2 separate regions of the Mus musculus genome follow, and region 1 is linked to region 2. The links are chromatin contacts, called in public Hi-C maps. All regions are on one chromosome and are shown on one strand. Each heading gives the region's core, a stretch centred on a gene start, on an enhancer-like site or on the middle of the called end of the contact. The rest is flanking DNA. Distances are from core to core; before and after follow the strand shown. Region 1 holds the start of Grin2b (glutamate receptor, ionotropic, NMDA2B (epsilon 2)). Region 2 overlaps Grin2b (glutamate receptor, ionotropic, NMDA2B (epsilon 2)).

Region 1 (7,128 bases), core at 2,049-4,548, 93 kb after region 2:
TAGCTAAGTCTTTTCCATTCCTGTTGCTATTTCTCTTTCCAAATGCTGTCCAAGATATTGGGCATATTTCACATATTTTTATATTTATATATATTATTATAGGTTATATATATATTTCTTCACATATATAACAATTTCAAATGTTGTTGAAATGAATGGGATGATAAAAGAAATTAAAATATCAATTCTATTTTTGAGGGTACAAGATGAACACATGCAAGCAGCACATCTCTTTGTTTAACACAAAGGCTCACATGTCGAATTCTGCACCCCTTCCACATGCACGGCGCTTTAGAAGTCTGCAAGATAGCCATTTTGCAAGAGTGTGGAAGTAACAGTTTGCTTGGAGGATGTGCGGGTATAAATAGATGTGTGGACAGAAGGAGAATTTTACAGCTCAAAAAATAATAGCACACGGGGAAAAGATACAAATGAAAAGCAGAATATTGACAGACTCCCTTCTTTTCAGGCTTAAGGTTGAAGACTCCAGCTTGCAGCATCCAGGTGTTCTGAGACCAGCCAGTCCCTACCTGCACCTGCACCTCTGCAATAGGCCTCCTGGGATCTACGGCCCAGTTTCAACCCTTTCTTTAGACACCAAGTAGGTTCCAGGGCAAAAGCCATGATAATCTCGATCAGTATTTTTCTGTTTCTGCATATATACATATATATTTTTACAGAGCATAGAAAGGATGCCTAAAAGGAAAGAGGAGATAGGGAAACAGAAAGGAAGATGGCAAGAAACAAGTCTCAGCTTGGAGAAAAAACATATTTATCTAGATGCCCATCAAAATCTAACATTAGCTCTGTGTAAATCAAATGCTCCTTAAGTCGGAGAAGCATACAGGTCCCCTGGCTGCCTGTGTCTGCATATAGACATACCCCCTCCCAGCCTGCAACCTCTTCTGTGCCTGCATCCAACCACCCCCACCACCTTCCCGGAAAAACAAAACCTGTTAGATAGCAGAAGCATGAGAAATGACCTGGAGGTCCCCTTCTTTGTCACAGAAGCCTTTCCCACAAAACAGCATTATTTTGAGATCATGTTATTTTTTTTCTCTCCCAGAAAAAAAGAAATATCATCTGAGACACTGGGGGAAAAAAACAGATTTAAAACAAGAAATCCCCACCCCAGGTGAGGAAAAAGAATAAAATAGAATGTGCCCTACCTTGGTTTGTAGAAGCCAAAGCTCTAGGCGGACAGATTAAGGGAGAGCGCATGTTGGGAATATCCAGAGTCCTCTTCTCGCTTGCATATCCACATAAGAAAGACGGAGGATAAAGGGACAGAAGAACATTTAAAATCCAGTGGAGTGTGAATTTGGTTTTAATCTTGTGTCTTGAAGAGATGTAAATTCAAAGGAAAAAATGTAATGTGAAAGGGAATCTCAGGGTGTGGAGAGCGGCTCACAATGCAGAATCCAGAGCCATTATTCCATGTGCATGTGAGGTTAGTAGCCCGAATATATAGATTTAAGGAGTCTCCGGCAATTAAGGGTTGGGTTCTCTTTTCTTTTTTCTTTTCTCTTTTTCTTTTTAATTTTTTGGAGCTTTAGTAGAGGAGTCTCTGTGTGGAGAAGCTGGGGGCAGGCTCTGTCCCTCCGTGGAGCGTGGTCATTCCCAAAGCGTCCCCTTCCTAAGGGGAAAAAACGAGGAGGTCAGGGTTTGATTCGAGTGTCTCCCGGAGGGTTAGCAAAATGCATGCCGGAAAAAAAAATATAGATATCTCTATACCAAGTCGTTATAAGGAAAGGGGGAGGAAACCCTGCATTTCCCACAGAGTACACACCAGAGGAATTGAAAACAGCTGGCACCAATCTATAAATAATTCCGAAAAGGTCTGCCTATGCCGTTCCTGGGACAGGCATGGATGAAAGGTGAGAAAAGCCAACCTGAATGGAAGAGAGGGAAGAGGGAAGTGGAAAGCAAGGAGGAAGGCAGGGAGAGGAGGCTCCACACAGCAGTTCACACTCACACACACGCGCGCGCGCGCGCATGCACGCACACCATCCCCACTTAACTCGCCAGTGAGTGCGGCCCCCAGCCCCATCTGCAATGCTGCTGACACGTCTGGCTCGCTCTCCTCATCTCCTCCAGCAGCGGAGCCTCCTCCCACCCCGGGCTCGTGCTCAATGGGTTCTGATTGTGCACCGGCCGCACACTGGGCATTTCTTGGATGGGGCACACTGACACGCGCGTACACACGCCCCCGACGCGCACGCGCCCCCGCGCGCACTCACACTCACCCCCGCGCACACTCACGCCGCCGGCGCGCTGATGTGCAGCGCACCGGGCTGCACCTGCAGCCAGAGGATTGGACTGGAGGGTCGCAGCGCGTGGCTCCCGCCTCTGGCACCGCTGCCCAGCCTCTCCCCTAGAAGGGATTAACCACCTCAGAAAGACCAAAGGCAGTCCTGTCCCCTTCCCCCTCCCCAAAAATATCCTTTTGTTTAAAAGGAAAAATAAAAAACCATCCAAAATAGCAAGTGCCCGGTGCTGCTGGATTGGAAAGCTGTACCCAATACCAGGTTGGTTAGCAGTGCCAAGGCTTCGAGCCTTTATCTGCCTGATTTCTCCAAACCCTCAAAATTGAGACTCCAAAGCGGGCATTTACGTACCGGTTCTGCACCTCCGAGGTGGCAGTCTCCGGAGAGGGGTGGCGGGTGTCGAGGGTTTGAGACGTTTTCTTTCCTGCAAAGCAGGATAAATGGATCAGTCTCCTGGGTTGGGAAGTTCACTACGACTCTTTGCAGAGCAGAAGGAAATGTATTCGGATGCCAGCTCCGCTGGATGCCGGGGATAGAAAGGCAGCTTGACCCGAGAAGCGCTTCTCCATAGAGCCAAGCCCCGAGATTTCCTAGAGGTGAAGGAACCCAAGGAAGTGGTGCTGGAAAGGGGGTGGGGGAGGACCTTCCTTTCTCAAAAAGGGGGGGGGGGAGTGGAGAGGCAAGAGAGCCCAGATTCCAGTTGGTGGTGATGGGAGCCGGGGGAGGGGAAGCGGGCGGGGGCAAGTCAAGCGTTCGGCAGCAGGAGAGGAAGAGCAGGGGAGGAGGGGGAGAGTAAGAAAAATGGGTATTAATCACCGGCGACGCGGGGAGGGCGGGGACATCAAAGGTCCTGGTCTTGATTTGGGTCTCACACCCAGGAACGTGCCACTCAAGCGCGCGCTCGCGCGCGCACACCACACACACACACACACACACACACACACACACACACACCCTACCTCTCACACAGGAGGTTCAGGAGGAGAAACCCAAGAGGCAGGGTGTGTGTGCACGCGCGTCCTCTTGCTCTCCACCCCCCACCCCTCCCCACTCCCAAACCCCCTCCATCACCCCCTCACTCCCACTGCTAAGACTCTTGGCTGAGGCTGCTTCTCACGTCATGAGCTGGGGGAAGTGGGGTAGCCAGGGGGTGGGAAAAGCTTAACCCGAGGCCGTGGTGCCTCCTCCTGGCAGCAAGAAGGAATAGCAGCGAGATGGGGCGGCTTAAGGGAGAGGGGAAACAGTGGCCACCTTGGACCACCGCGCAGGGCTGTGCACCTCAACCCGAAGGCCATGCTGCAGACTGACACTGAAACCACTCCCCTGGTTCCATTCAGCAGTCTCTGCTTAGTACCTGCTTTCCGGGTGCAGAGTGCAACTTGATGACAGGATTCTTGTCTTCAGGGAGCTTGAGATCTGTCTTCAGTGCAGGAAATTGACAGTTAAACAATAGGGAAGCAGGTAAATGTAATTAAAAGGCTGAATTGTACAGCAGTGTGTGTGTGTGTGTGTGTGTGTGTGTGTGTGTGTGTGTGTGTATGTGTGTATGTGTGTGTATGTGTGTATATGTGTGTGTGTATGTGTGTGTGTATGTGTGTGTGTATGTGTGTGTATATGTGTGTATGTGTGTGTATGTGTGTGTGTATATGTGTGTATGTGTGTATATGTGTGTGTGTGTGAGTGTGTGTGATATTTTCCGGCTGCTGGGAAAGATTTGAGGACTTTGGGGTTCTTTTTTAAGTGGATTGCGTTATTTAAAGATCTCAAGCAAAAATGATAGACAAACGAATGTTTCCCATATGAAATGATTTTACAGCACTGACTAACCCAGCTTCTCTAAAACGGAAAATAGCAGCCATTTCTCTCCCTCTTGAGCTGTTTTATGTTTTGGGAGTCCTTGTGATCACTTGTAGTATTATCTATTCTTCAATATTAATATCCTTGTAGATACATCCTTGTTATTCTCACCCATTGTCTCTGTTACAGTGGAGGTGAACTTTTATGGCAGTAAAACAACGGGCTTCTCACTCACCAACCTGGGAGAATGTGACCGGAACACACAGGGATCGGTCCCATTCCAAGCAGCCTGGAACTCCGGTCTACGGGCCAATGCGCACTGGCCTCTAGTCCAGTCAGCACCAGGAACACCTCAGGCGGGTTCTCCACAGCAGTGTTTTTTCCCGTTCCCTGAACTTTGTCAGGCTAATTCTTGGCATCTAATGTTTTCACGACACACAGAGGAGAACACAAATATCGCGTATTCAAAAGCAATACCGTGTGCCTCTCTGTGACCATTCCCATTCTTTCCCGAGACAAAGTGAGGTTGCGCATCTACTCCTTTGGGAAAGTGTGGAATGTGGTCACTGCTCTCTGCTGGATGCACACAATGGCCGACTGGACCCAATCATGTGCATGTTCTAGTGACTGGAACAAAGGCAGATGCCCTAAGCCAGGACACAGTGAAGCACGCTGCCCTTGCTCTTACAGTAATGTTTTCTTTTTTTCTTTTGAAATGAGATCTACACCCACTTAGGCACCCTTGTGGGTTGACTGGTAACCTACTATTCTAAATATGGCTATCTTTTACGTTTCACCTCGTGGGCCACCCTTCCCTCCCGATGCCCTTTTCCAAAACTTGCATACTACTCTTATTTGTTTTCATTTCTCCTGTTGCCCAAACCTAACATTTCCATTTCAGTCTATCCACTTTCCCTAGCAGAGAGCAAAGAAGGAACACACATCTCCTCTGCCCGTGGCGCAGTCCACGGTGCTCTCCTTTGGGAGTCTAATTCCAGGTCGTTTTCATCATCCAAGCCTGAATTGATTTCTGTAAGCATTTCAAGGATTTGATAGTGAGAGGTGGCATCTGGCCATCTCACTCTCCGAGTCTACCTGTTCTGTGTAGAGATGCAGAGCATGGTTCACTCCGCTGACTTTCACAGTGACTGAAAGATATCTCGTGCGTAGATCATCCCGGTATGTAACATATTAACATCAGCACGGTGGAGAAAGAGCTGACCAGTCAGAAGAAAAAAAAAAAAACATCCCTGAGCCATCTGCGTTATGCCATACAGTACTATTGGCAATTCAATCATGATAGTCTCAATCACACAAAGGAACCATTATTGACCTATAATAAAAAGGCAATTTCATGAAACTCAATGGAGAATTGTATCCTTCAGTGTCTTTCCTGTCTTCCCAACCAGCTGCTTAGTTCCTTGTATGAAATTATTTTTTCTGAGAATTTCTTACATGAGTATACAGTACTTGGTAACATCCCCAGGCCTCCCTGCCCACTCTTTCATGGACTCAGTGATTCTTGGGTTTTTCTGAGGCTTCTGACCTGCTTAGTTGTTCTGATGACAGGACTAAGACATCTTAGGAAGCACAGAGCTAAATGAGAAGTGCTATCCTTCCTCCACGGCATACATTCCCTGGACCCGAGGGCTTCTCTCCCTGATTCTCAGACTTGTGACACCCACCTCTTATTTCTTCCCTTTTCTTTTGGGACTGAGTTGAGCCCAGGGCTCTTCACATGCTGGGCAAGTGCCCCAGCACTAGGCTATATCCCAAGCCCCATTCCTACTTTTTATTTTGAAACAGTCTCACTATGTCACCCAGGCTGCACTTGAACCCACATACACTCACGTAGCTCAGGAAAACCTTCTCTGAGCTTGGTGTCCTGACTAACTGGAATCTCCACCCAGCCAGGCTCCACCCACCCACATTTGGGCTTCTCACAAAAATCCACAAACTTTCCAAAGAACGACCTCAGGGACCCCCCAGGACTCATGAATTTGTAATGTTATTTCTCTGTTTTGCAGAGAATATATTTGCTTATCCCCAGCCAGGCACAGAAGGTGGTATTCTAACAAGAGAAGATGGCGGCCTGTACTTTGAAGCCTTCTTTATTGAGGAAAAGCTCTTGCCTCAGGCTGCTAAGGACATAGCTGAAAGTATTCTGCCAGCTGGCTGGACCTAAAAAGAAGATATGAGAGAGGCTGCAAACATTTGTTCTTAACCCAATAGGCAGACATAAAGCACATTACAGAACTATAGATACGTGCATACCATTACACACCTTACAGGACTATAGATATATACAGACCATACAGATATGGCAATGCCTTTCATATCAGACAGTTGTAACAAAAGATAGGCCTGGAGTGTATACAGTTTAGATTGCCTGTTTAAGAGAAAGGTTTTTGGTTTTTTTGTTTTTGTTTTTGTTTTTTTTATGGTATGAATGTAAATACTTAAAATGTAGAAATAAATCACAATTTAAAACTCTTTAATATTCATAAATGTTATGAAACAAAAAATTTAAATAACAATGCTTGTGAGGAAAGTGCCTGACACCTCTGTAATACTTGCTTCCGTGTTTAAAATACATATCTTGGAGCATCTCTTTACATAATGATTTAAAGTGACATGCCCATGAAAGTAATCAAAATAACAGAAAGTTGGTGCTGTTTTTCACTTTTGAGATAATTTAGAATAATGGCTTTCTTATTGCTAGACATGGAATATACAGTTTTGGGACTTGCCAAGGTTGGGGGAGAAAAAGGATCATCAAATTTCACTTTCCTGTAGCTGCAATGTTTTAAGAGTTTCAACTTTCCTGAACTAACCTTGAATTGTCCTAGAAACGATGAAACTGACTAGTTTCCGATGAGTTTTCGGTTTGACATTATCAGCGGCAGCATCAGACAGAAGAATTGCAATCTTTCTTCCTAGGTGTCCGTATGAGTCACTCCCCTTCATTAATTAGATTATCCAATAATGCTGCAGTCTGCTCATTATTTCTATTCAAAGTTCTCTCTCTTCTAAGAGAACTCCAGGTTTATATGATCTGTGCTGG
Region 2 (7,081 bases), core at 3,117-5,616:
AGAGTCACCTGTGGAGGTAGCTTTAATGAGGATTGTATATACCAGATTAGTCTGTGGGTCTGCCTGTCTATGGGAGACTATCTTGATTATGTTAATAAAGATGGGAGAACCCACAATGGGAGGCACCATTCCCTAGGCAAAGGTTTCTGAAGTGTAGATGAGTGGAGAGAGCAAGCTGAGTTGAAGCTTATATGCATTCCTTGCTCTCAGATTCCTGACCATGAATGTAATGTGACCAGCTGTCCTGAGCGCCTCTCTGTGTCACCTTCTGCCATAACATGCTGTGAACATGAACTGGAAGCCAGAATAAACCCTTTCTCCTCTAAGTTACTTTTACTGGGGCATTTTCCACAGCAACAGGTAACAAAACTAAGAAATCCAGTGAGTCACCTCAGAAGCCACAACCCAGCCCAGCATTTTTAAGAGAAAAGGGGAGTTTGTATTTTATTAAGTGATGGCATATAATTATGTTTACCAATATACCAAGTAATTTAAAACTCATAGCAAATATGAACAGAAATATCATAAGAGAAATTATGAGCATACATGGAAAAGAATGAAATGAATCAGTTATAGAAATAAAAATTAGCCCAGCATTAAAGTGTAATTTTATCTATCTATCCTAAGGAAAACTTACTTTTAAAGAGCAAATAGCAAGGGTAGGATGAACCCTGACACATTCACAAGGGAACACAAATGAGCAGAAAGCATTTCAGAAAATCCAATTGATATTATGGATCAAAAAGCCTTAAAACTGTTCACACCTCTGACCCTGTAATTCAATTTATGGGGATTTCTGCTAAGGAAAGAATGCAAAATGCAGACAGAAAGACTTTGTACACCAAAGTCTTCACTGCAGCATCATTTATAACAGTGAAAAATTGAAAGTAATTAAATGGCTGACACTAAGAAGGTGGTTAAGTAAATTATACTATAGCACTATGACAGAATGCTAAATAGCCTAAAAAATTATGTTTACCAAGAGTTTTTAATAACGTAGAATAATCCTTTTGCTTGTGCTGTGAAGTTAAATCAAAAACAGAAGCAGAGGAAACATCGTGGTTTCATCTCTTTAAAATTGCATACAAAGGATGCTAGAAGACAATATCCATCGTCTTTGTCAGAATGTGAGTGATTTGTTTCCATTCTGCCAACTTCTCTGTTTTTCTCCCTAAAATATCCCACAATGAGCATATGCTACCTTCATAATCAGAAAAAAAAATGCTGGTTATATGTTATCCATATTTCAAGGATGTGTAGCAGACATTTAATAGGAAGAGATAGAGGAAAAAGAAAGGATGAGCTGAAATGAAGCAAATAACCAGATGAATGAAGACTCCTGTCCCCTTTCCACAATGCTACTAAATTTTTAAGACTATGTTGTGATTAGCAATTACAAGCCTGTGAAATATTTACCTCATTATCTGGGCAAAATTAAGTTAAGTCCATCAATCTGTCTTGCGTCTTCTATTTCCTACTCGTGACTTAAAGGAGTCTTGTGATGGATCGTGTGGGCAGGAAGCATCTCTGTAGAGTGAGAGTCATGATCCAATTTTGGGTTATCTGGTTTATCTAAAGTGCTTCAGCCTCTTGCATGTGAATATAAGGATTACTCTGTGTGTCAATGCGACGTGCATGTAAAGCAGACATATGGTCAAGAGTATTAGAATGGAGAAGCATTGGTTGATTTAACAGAACACCCCCACCCCACTCTGTGGTGACTGGAATATGGACGGGCCCCATGGGCTCATATATTTTAGTGTTTGGTCATTAGGGAGTCTGCAGTACTAGTCAGGGATTAGGAAGTGTGGCCTTGCTAGAGGAAGTGTGTCATTGGGTGTGTTCTTTGGGGTTTCAAATGCTCATGCCAGGCCCAATATCTCTCTCTTCCTGCAGCCTGTTGGGCAGATGTAGAACTTTCCAGCACCATGTCTGCCTGCATTCTTCCATGCTCCCCACCATGAGGATAATGGACTGAACCTCTGAAACTGTAGGTCACCCCCAATTAAATGCTTTCTTGTTATGGTCATGGTTTCTCTCCACAGCAATCTACTGCTGTATTCTAACATTGACTAAGACTTCACCCCTCCTTTATCCTATGAAGAAACTGAGGCCCAGAGAAGTCACTTAGTCACTTTTCTCAAGCTCCCTCACCCATCTTGGGACAGGGACAGTTTGTAGGTTTTCCACTGGTTGAGACCACTGCATTTACACCTGACTTCTGCATATGGGAGAAGCTGGGAAGCTGAAGTATCGTCACCAGGATGCTCAGCTATTCATTCACAGACTAAAGGAACTTGACCAGCTGCTATGTGGCAGAGCTGTCCTCGGTGCTTGGAACTGTCATCAGTGATGTCAACCAGCAGCAAAGGCAGAGTCTGAAGCGATGCCTCCTTCCCAGGTGCTCCCTGAGCAGAGCAGCAATTCTGAGAATTTGCAAGGCCAGAACTCCAGAAAAGCTTAAGAAATAACAGAAAAACAGGTTCCATAAACCCAACTCTAGCCAAGTGTCTACCTGCTTTCTAAGTAAAGCTTGTTGTAGTGAACAGGATGACTGGATAAGGTTTTAGGCTGAGGTTTTCGGAAAGAGGTTTTGAAGGCTGGGGATACAGTTCAGTTGAGCGAAGTCTTGCTTAATAAGCATGGGTTTGATCCCAGCACTACATAAACAAGGTATTGTGGTCCATAACTGAGACAGTGCTCAGAGGTGGGGGCAGAAAGGTCAGAAGTTTGAGGTCATCCTTTATTATATAGTGAGTTTGAGGGCTCATTTGGAATATGGAAAACCTGCCTCCCAAAAAAGGAACAGAGAAAGAAAAAGAGAAAAAAGGAAAGGAAGAAGAGAAGGAAGGAAAGGAGGGATGGAGAAAAGAAGGAAGGAGGGAGGGAGGGAGGGGAAGGGAGGGAGGGAGGGGAAGGGAGGGAAGGAGGGAGGGAAGGGAGGGAGGGAGGGAAGGGAGGGAGGGAGGGGGAGGCAGTAAAGAAGTTTTGAATATAGAACTTTAGGTCTCTTTCCTAACTTTGAAGCCTAGGAGGCATTTGCTGACTTAAGAGTCTGTGGCTATATTGCCTATAGTAGAAGTTGATTAAATTATGACTTGAAGCACAATACCTAAACTCCCTTTATATCTAATGGACACTAACATAGACGTGTAGATCATTATTAAGTATATTACATAGTATGTCTATACTACTTAACAAGAAATTTTAATATACAATTATTCCTACATACAGAAGTTCAAGCAGATGCACAATAACTAAGAAATGTAACTAGCCCACGTATGCATCAACAGACGACTGGATGAAGAAACTATGATTCATTTATACAGTGGAATTCTTCAGCCATAAATAAAGTGAAATCGTGGCATTTACAGGAAAATGGATGGAACTGGAGATTATTGTGTGAAATGCAATGAACCAGGGAAAATACTACATGTATTCTCTCACATGTAGAATCGTCTTGTGTTTGTGTGCATGTGTGTGTGTGTGTGTGTGCACATGTGTGTATATATGTATGTGTGTATGTGTATATGTGTGTACACCTGTGTGTGTGTGTGTGTGTGTGTGTGTGTGTGTGTGTGTGTGTGTGTGTGATCTAAGGAGATCTAAGGGGCAGGAGGAAAAGAGCAGAAGGGAGTGTAACATCATAATACGTGTCATAAAAGCAGACTGGAGAACTAATTTAGTGAAGGAAAGACAGCAACAAGAATTGGACAGAAAAGTGAGAAAGACAATGGATGAGGGGCCCAGGCTAGAACAAAGAGCAGTCACGGGTGTAGGAAAATGCAGTAACAAAGCCTACCACTTTCTCTGCTAAATATTTACACTAATAGGTTACACACTTTTTAAAAACGAAGTATGTGAATGAAGGCTGACATTGCGATATTGGGAGGGGGGCAGGATAATAGAAGCCGCCAGAAATGAGCCAGCTCCCTTTATTTGGCAATCAGCTCAAAGCTGAGAACAGCAAAGGCATTGCCAGGACAGAGTAATAGTGGACGGGGAGTCGGCTGCAGAGCTGAGGAAGCTAAGGGGCAGGATGAGCTTGGCTATGACAGGCCCACGGGGACGGTAATTAAAGATCAAGGCAGATATTTGGAACAGCATCAAGGTGAGGATAGAGTGCCCAGCAAAAAGAACAAACATCTGCAGCATCTCCACGGAGCGTGAGGCCGTAGAGACCGTCCACCCAGACACAGTTACGGACAAATGGGCAATCTAAGGATGTGATTATTAAAGGCACAGCAGCATTTAGAACTTCTGAGATATATCTCCAGAATGAATATAATGTGTGCTACATGGTAATAGCTTCTGTACGTCATGCTAAAAAATAATTGCTGCTTCTTTATTCCCATCGTATGGTGATCTCATGGTTCTGTAGACAGATGGCGTCCTCAGCAAAGTTCAGAATATGAAACGCACCAGAGAGGCTGGGCCTTTGATCTTTAAACATAAAGATGATTCACACGTCTCAAGCAACTTAATCTCTCTCTCTCTCTCTCTCTCTCTCTCTCTCTCTCTCTCTCTCTCTCTCTCTCTCTCTCTCTCTCTCTCTCTCTCTCTCTCCCCCCCCCCCTCTCTCTCCATCTACCGAGGCTTTAACATAGAGTATCAGTGTAGCCTTGAGAAGCTGTTAAATGTCTTGCACCACAGTTTTGTCTTCCGTAAATTGTCTACCCTTGCAGTATCCTTGTGAAAATTGAATGATGGTGGATGTAAATATGGCCAGAGCATCTGGCTCCCGACAAATACTAGTTATGACCACAGTTACGATGAAGATGCTTAACTGCAGAAGATAGACTGCTTTTTCCCACATGCTTTTCCATTATTCTAAAAAAGGCAGCCATTCTGCCCTCCTGTCTTCCTTCCTTCAATTCCAAGAAATAGACAATAACTGGAGAAAATCCTGGCAGGTTAAAAAAAAAAAAAACTCTCAGTAGCCTTGTCAGTCACCTTACTGCAGCAAGTCCCAGGCAGACCTTCACAGCAGGGTCACTAGGGAATAAGTACACCTGGAGCTCCTTGAAGAATCTGTCCAAACACATTGCCTGCCAGGAGAGCATCCCCAAATAAAGAGCCCCCAGTCTTACTCCCATTGAGCTGCAAAGCTAAACATTACCAAGGAACACACGCAAAACAGCAACACCTGAATAAAGGGAGCTCAAGTTGACTGGCTAGGAGACTCCCAAATCTTTAACATTTGAAAGTAGTGTGAACAAAAATATTGCCATCTGTTCCTGTCATTTCCCAAGAAAGATCTCCGTAGCCCTTAAGCATCCTAACTGTTTAAATATATAGAAAAAACAGGCTCTCCAACAGAGCCCAGGGACCTATGGAAATCATTAACTCTGGGATCGTGAGCAAGATGCCTTTCTCACAAGATGTCCTATAAGAGAATCTCAAAAGTTCAAGCTAGAAATAATAGTCTACAGATCTTTAAAGAGCATTTAATATATACACATATATGTTAAGAAAGCACAAAGACATTGTTGGTGGATAAAATATTTAAATGAGGCTGTGTTACAGCCATGTAATGAGAGCATGGTTTTATTGAAGGGGGCACAGTGAAGGACTATTACTCAGTTCACTAGTTCAGCTGGGGGATGATGGGCTCCAGAGCTTCATTATCTTAGCAACTTGATCCTTATCATCTTATTCTGCTTAAATTCTCCCACCGTCATATTGGTAGTAAAAGGCTACCTAAATCTAGATGGGATTTACCACAAGGGTTGATTTTATTGATGAGGAAGATAGAGGGAATGAGAGGGGGGAGAAGAAGGGAAGGATGGAAGGAGAAGGGAGAGAGAGAGGGAGAGAAGGAGGGAGGGAGGAGGAAAGAAATGAGGAAAAGAGAGAAGACAGGAGAGAAGAGAAAGAGCACTGACAACAAATACCCATGGGTTAATTTTTTTTCTCCATTCCTTTTGAGCTAATCAAACTTCAATCAACAAATAGGACCCATGAGTATCTAATATTAGAATGTATCATTTTCTACTTCATTCTTCTTAGCTAACGCCTAATATTATTTGAAATAGAACTAGAGGAGATAATGTAAGCTTCTGAAAAATAATATACCCAGCCACCATGGCATGTCACTTATACATATATTTGCATTTGCTAATCAAAACTTATTAGAGATAAATCAAGCTTCCGGTCAAATACCATATCACTTATTCAGAGCAAAGTAGGGATTTGAACCCCGGGGTACCTGTTTCTGGGCATGGGATTTTTAACTACAAATATGTAACTAGTCTCTTGGTTTGCATGGCAGCCAGAGACCTCCGCTTATAGCCATAAGGAGAACACAAGAAGCAAATCATAGGAACTGGAGAGATGGCTCGGTGGTTAAGAGCAGCTCAGATTTCATCACCCATGTTGCAAGCTGGACATTCTGCAGATACTTGTAACCCAGCCCTGTGGAAAGACTGCTGGGACTCACTAGCTCTTCAGCCTAGCCAAGAAAAGTTGAGCCTCATATCAAAGAAGAGAGTTTGCCTCAGAGAATAGACAAGAGAGTGAAAAAAGATACCCAGCCTTCTTGGGCTTCTGTACATGTGCACGGGCACATAAACTCATTCACCTACACATGCACACATGCACTCACATAGATGCACACATGCACTCACATAGATGCACACATGCACTCACATAGATGCACACATACACTCACATAGATGCACACATGCACTCACATAGATGCACACATACACCTGACTAAATAAATACAACCAAGATATCCCTTCCTTGGCTGCCTTTCACACTTCCTGGTGCATTCCTTAACCCAAATAAAAATAATGACAATAGCTACCTAATATGAATATTTCTACTGCTGCTGCCTCCACAACCACTGACTGAGAACTGAGTTTTGTCAAACTCTGTATTGAATTTATATAAGGATCATGTTTCCCATTTAAGAGAAAACTTAAAATTCAGAAAGCACAGTGGCTTGCCTCAAGACATTCTAGTTTATAAGGTGGAGACAAGTCTAGAAGCCAATAGAGTCAAAATGCATTATAAATTCAAAATACACTAGAAAAGACCTGGATGCTAGAATCAAGACCACATTAATGAAACTGACATA

The links. A called contact is a pair of places that touch in the nucleus more often than the background predicts.
Region 1: a contact with region 2 is called in a Hi-C map of forebrain, with 2.3 times the contacts expected there. The contact joins the promoter of Grin2b here to the enhancer-like site in region 2. A contact is called at or near these places in 5 of 484 Hi-C or Micro-C datasets (the HPC-7 cell line, cerebral cortex, forebrain and 2 more), 1 of 115 datasets of contacts at active chromatin or transcription factors (embryonic forebrain) and 2 of 9 other capture datasets (adipose tissue and liver).

The regions. Positions count from the first base shown.
Region 1 is chr6:136,170,247-136,177,374 of GRCm38.p6, forward strand. Grin2b (glutamate receptor, ionotropic, NMDA2B (epsilon 2)) reads right to left here and starts at 3,299. Exons shown (of 15, transcript NM_001363750.1): 1 at 3,227-3,299; 2 at 2,619-2,691; 3 at 1,170-1,636. It overlaps Gm26653 (a long non-coding RNA gene), which reads left to right and starts at 2,782. Exons shown (of 3, transcript XR_378074.4): 1 at 2,782-2,863; 2 at 3,608-3,728; 3 at 4,254-5,464.
Region 2 is chr6:136,076,160-136,083,240 of GRCm38.p6, forward strand. The region is part of intron 3 of Grin2b (glutamate receptor, ionotropic, NMDA2B (epsilon 2)); the gene reads right to left. Among named protein-coding and RNA genes, the nearest start is that of Gm26653, 93 kb to the right of the region's middle. Within about 2 kb of position 4,367, at least 10 of the 459 cell types and tissues checked have an H3K27ac peak or open chromatin away from gene starts, as enhancers often do. A contact at or near this core is called in forebrain, where this site is marked.